2 separate regions of the Mustela erminea genome follow, and region 2 is linked to region 1. The links are chromatin contacts, called in public Hi-C maps. All regions are on one chromosome and are shown on one strand. Each heading gives the region's core, a stretch centred on a gene start, on an enhancer-like site or on the middle of the called end of the contact. The rest is flanking DNA. Distances are from core to core; before and after follow the strand shown. Region 1 holds the start of FAM8A1 (protein FAM8A1). Region 2 holds the start of NHLRC1 (E3 ubiquitin-protein ligase NHLRC1).

Evidence for each region. A called contact is a pair of places that touch in the nucleus more often than the background predicts.
Region 2: a contact with region 1 is called in a Hi-C map of spleen, with 5 times the contacts expected there. The contact joins the promoter of NHLRC1 here to the promoter of FAM8A1 in region 1. A contact is called at or near these places in 2 of 3 Hi-C or Micro-C datasets (fibroblasts and spleen).

Annotation. Positions count from the first base shown.
Region 1 is chr4:140,846,652-140,849,202 of mMusErm1.Pri, forward strand. FAM8A1 (protein FAM8A1) reads left to right here and starts at 1,288. Exons shown (of 5, transcript XM_032341193.1): 1 at 1,288-2,149. The coding sequence starts at 1,432.
Region 2 is chr4:141,262,648-141,265,198 of mMusErm1.Pri, forward strand. NHLRC1 (E3 ubiquitin-protein ligase NHLRC1) reads right to left here and starts at 1,271. Exons shown (of 1, transcript XM_032341194.1): 1 at 1-1,271. The coding sequence starts at 1,190. The coding sequence ends at 3.

The DNA of each region.
Region 1 (2,551 bases), core at 38-2,537:
ACTATGCAGGTGGCACTCTGCCATGTGCTCATCAATGATATTGAAAACAAAGTCCATGCCCCTAATAACTGCAATATTTCCCACTCATTCCACATCACCGTCATTTCTTCTTGCTTCTCCTGCCACCCCTAGTCCCAGAACCCTCCAGAGTTGGAATGCTTATTTGCATAAATGCTCCAACTTCCTCACAATTCTTAAAACCAAACATGTTAAGAGTAACCTTGCTAGCTATAGACCACCATGATCCCTCCCTTACTTTGGATTCTTATTATACTTATACTGTCTTAAATAGGTCTTCGAGTGTTTCATGAAAGGTCCTTCCCTTTAATCATATGAGCTATTGAACCTTTTAAGGGCAAAAGTCAACCCTTTTACTATTCTAGTTCCCAGGGCAGTCAAGAATGTTTCTGGACATCACTAGCAACAAGTGTAACCACAGTACTTAGCCCCTAAAGGTCTTCAGAATGGTACCGCGATACAAAAACATTCTCCTATCACTTAGTCAACTTCATGACATTTGGAAGTATATTAAAATATAAAAATATAAGGTGCTATATACAGTTCAGAGGAAGGGGAAATCATGCCTGGGCCCGAGTATTCAGAGAAGGCTCCAAAGCCCTGGGATACGAACGGGTCTTGCCGTAAGAGTATAAAGGAATAGATACACTAAAGGCCGAGACGATGGCTTGAGGAAAGGCAGTGTTGCTAGGCTACAGCAGTGGAAAGTAAGATTTTAGCGACACAGGTTAGCTCCAGCATAAGGACGAGTTTCGATCTTAAATCAACATAATCCCTATAATCCCACTTCCCGTCCTCTGCACTGAAAATCCCTGCAGCCGAGCCATACTGTAGTTTGGTGATTAATTTCTTAACCCTTAACCCCGGGGACAGGTCTTGCGTCACCGTCTTGAGTACACACGGCCAGGGCTGATTCCTGGAAAGAACGCAGGCGGAGTAAGCAACAAGCCCCGTGCCTGGAGACCCGCAGCCGCGGCTCGTCACCGAAACCTGGGACCCCGGACCTCCCTCGGAAATCCTCCTCCTCCCTCCGCAATTTCTCCTGGGACAGCCTGAGTCCACCTCCCAGGGGATGATGTGGGGAAGCCACGGGCCTTAGACTTCATGAAGACCGTGAGAGTTGGCGAGGGAGCGGGCAATCTGGTCCGAACAACCGAGGAGCCAGGAGCTCCGGTCAGCTGAGACGCCCGACGCCGGCCGCCCGCGCTGCTGCACGCTGCCCCTCCTCCACGCCCTCCCTCCCCGGCTCCGCCCAGCGGCCTGCGACGCCGGGGAGAGGCGGGGTTTCCGCTTCCGGTGGCGGATTGTTGACGCCTGCGGCTGCTGCGGTGGCGACCCGGCCGTTGGGGAGGGGCTAGTGGGGGAGGGAGACGGCGCAGTGACAGGACCGCCGAGGGTGCTGCTGAGGCGACGATGGCAGAGGGGCCGGAGGAAGCCCGAGGCCGCCCTCCTGGGCAGGACGACGGCGGAGGAGACCCGGAGCCCGTCTCTTCCCTGAGAGGCTCTCCTGCCGCCGCCGCCCCACGGCCCCGGGACGGGCCGCAGGCCGAACCCCAGGCCCCGGGCAGGCCCCCCGTCCCGGGCCCCGCGCCCGCCGCGGGCACCACTGAGGAGTCGGAGCCGCTGCGCGAGCCCGGGAAGTGCGGGGAGGCGGCCCCGGGCCCTCGCGCGGGGCTGCAGGAGCCGGCTGGCCGCGAGGCTCCCGAGGCCGCCGCGCCGCGAGAGAGGCCGGCGCGGCTGAGCGCCCGCGAGTATTCCCGGCAGGTGCACGAGTGGCTGTGGCAGTCCTACTGCGGTTACCTCACCTGGCACAGCGGCCTGGCCGCCTTCCCCGCCTACTGCAGCCCCCAGCCGCCCCCGCCGAGCTACCCCTCGGGCGGTGGCGCCGCCGCCCCCCAGGCCGCGGCGCTGCCGCCCCTCCAGCTGGGCTATTACAACCCCTTCTACTTCCTGAGCGCCGCGGCCGCCGGGCCTGACCCGAGAGCGGCTACCGGCATCACCGCCGCTGCTCCGGTCGCGGGCCTGGGAGCCCGGGCTCCGCACGGGCAGGGACCCGTCCGGACAGCCCCAGTGACCAGAGTGGGATCCGGCGCCCCTTCGCGAAGCCCGAGCGAGACGGGGCGGCAGGCAGGTGAGAAGCGCGACGGAGAGGCGGGGCGGGGCGGAGCGGGAGGGTCTTAGGGGAGCTCTGCGGGGGGTAGAGCGGCCGCGCTTTCGACTTCCGTAACCGCTGCAGCCGCGCGGGTTGGTGTTTCTCGGCGTCCTGCGGCGGTCGTTCGCCCAGGCTGGAAGTTCCTGAAGTGTGCGGCGAGGCTGTACGGGTTCCTTTTCCTTTAGACCTGGTCCTCCGACCTGATTCCCTTATTCCTGGGACTAGTCGTCTCCACGTGTAAGGAGATGTTTGCTCAGGAGACTAGCCGCTTGATCTCTGTGCTGTGGAGACCGAGCTCAGAGCTTCATTCTCGGGTGGCAAACCCACTCTGAGGGCAGGGGCGGGGTCGGGGTCGGGGGTGCGGGTCGTGCTGGGAATAAT
Region 2 (2,551 bases), core at 21-2,520, 420 kb after region 1:
CTTTACCCCCAGTCCGCCTTGTAGACTTTTATAGAATGGGCTGCACTGTCCAGCACGAGAAGAGCATTCTCCTTGGTGAAGGTCAGTGCCACCGGATGGGAAAGACCGTGGGTGATGATGGGCTTCAGGACTGGAAATTCCTCAGGTTTTCCTAAGCATAGGACAGCCTGACCAGTAGTATCAGCAACAATCACATTCCCCTGGTGATCAAAGGTCACGGCGGAGGCAGTTATTCTGGAGGGGAAAAAGAGGCTCAGCCCAAAGCTATCCACCTGGCTGATCAGCTGCATAGTCGGGCTGAACACCTTCACCGTGGTGCTGCCGACCGCGCTCCCCAGACCCAGAGGGTGCTCTAGGACAGCAATGGCCCCGGTGAGCCAAGACACGGCCACCCCGCGGGGACTGCACAGATGACCTTGCAACCTCTCTGTCCTCTGGAGGACCCCTTCGGGGAAGTCGACTTCCAGCAGGTGCAGCGAGCCTGCCTCCGCATCAGTCACCACGACCCCGTTCTGCGGGGTGGTCTCCACGCCCCAAGGTAAGGAGAACTGGCCTGCAATGACGAGCTTGATCTGGCCAAAGAAATCAAACACTTTGATAGAACGGTCGCCGGCGTCGGTGACAACCACATGGCAGTCGTTGGTGACGGTGACATCGAGCGGGTACCTAACGTCCTGGGCAGCCTCCCCCTTCTCTCCAAACTGGTGAGCACACCCGCCCCCGGAGTCAAAGATCTTGACCCGCCTCCTGCCGTCGTGCACCACCACGACCCGCCCCGTCTTGGGACACAGCGCCAGGCCCGTGGGGTTGACCAGGGTCCCCCAGCCTCCGAAAGCGCGGTGGCAGGTGAGGGCCCCGGGGGCGCAGGGCGCGGCGCGGGGGGCGGCGGGGCCTGGGCGGAGCGTCGAGCCCAGGAGCTCCAGGAGGTGAAGCACCGGCAGGCAGTCGCTGGTGTCGCAGCCCCGGCAGGCCCGGCGGCAGAAGGGGCACTCGAGGGCCAGCGTCCGCGGGTGCGCCAGGGCGGCCACGCAGGCCAGGCACACCACGTGGCCGCAGGGCAGGTTGCGCGGGCGCCGCTGCTGGCGGTGGCCGAACCTCTCAAAGCACACCTTGCACTCGAGCAGGCTGATCTCGGCCTCGCGCACGAGCTCCTGCAGCGCCGGCCCGCTCCCCGACGCCTCGGCCCCCATCGCGCGGCCGCCGGCCTTCCCCCGGGCCGCCGCCAGTCCACCGGGCCGCCGCGTCCGCGCGCCGCGCTCGGTCACGGTCACGGGGCGGGGCGGGGCGCGGCGCCGGTGCTGACGTCGCGGGTCCAGCGCGCAGCCGCCGGGCGGCGCGGCCTGCTGACCCCTGGCGGGCGCGCGCGGTACTGACGCGGGAGGGCCCGGGCGTGGACGCCTGCGAGCTGTATCCGCGCGACTTCGCGACAGTGTGGGCGCGTCGGCTCCGCTGGACGCGCGAGGAAGCGCAGCTGTTGCAGGAGCTCGCGGAGCTTGCTCCCGATTACCCAGGCTGCACGTGGCAGAGCAGGAGCTAGAACACGGTGTTCCGGCGGTGGTACTCTGCCGTCTCCAGCCCGTGGTGCTGGGTGCTGGGTGCTGGGTGCTGGGTGCTGAGTGGTAGGACGTGCCAGGCACAAAGCGCGGTCTCACAGCTCATGACCATTAGGATCTGACTGGGAAACGCAGACCCTTGGGGGGGGGGGGACCGAGGGGGTGAGGCAGGTGTGCCTGTTGCCTTCATCACACCTGTAGTAGAGTAGCTGCTTTATGAATACTCGTAAAAATGAATTCGTGTAGGGGCGCCTGGGTGGCTCAGTGGGTTAAAGCCTCTACCTTCAGCTCAGGTCATGATCTCAGGGTCCTGGGATCGAGCCCCACATCGGGCCCTTTGCTCTGCGGGGAACCTGCTTCCCCTAACCCCCGTCTGCCTCTGCCTCCTTGTGTTCTCTGTCAAATAAATAAAATTAAAAAAAAAAAATGAATTCGCGAATGAACAAAGCCATGATAAAGGACCATAGAAGACGCGGTCTGGGTGAATGAGTGTCCTATGGGGGAGCCATGGCTGGGAAAGTCAGCCAGAGGAATATGAAATGAGAACGCTGGCGATCATAATTGCTGCAGCACTTCATAATCCGTACTGCCTCCTTTTAAGTGGTTGACATGGATTAGCTTACTTAAAGCTCAGGACAATCCTATAAAGGGCTTATTATTTCCCTCACCCCTTTTCTGGTGTAGAGTTCACAGAGCTAAGTATCCGGCCGGGGGTCACCTGGCCAGGAAGGGACTGGGCTGGGATTTGAAGCCCGGCTGTTTGCAGAGCCCCCCCCTCGTCTCTATCCAGAGGTTCTCAGCCTTGGTAAACTTGGCACGTGGTGAATTCCTGGGCCTCTCTGGAGGTTTTGCTGGTGCAGAGTGCGGCCTGGGCAGCTGGAATTCGTGAAGGCTCCCCCCGGGTGATTCTAATGTGCGGCTAAGTTTGAAAACCACTCACTGCAGCCCCTTCCAGTCAGCACCAGGCTGGGTTCCTCCAGCTTCAGGCAAGGCTGAAA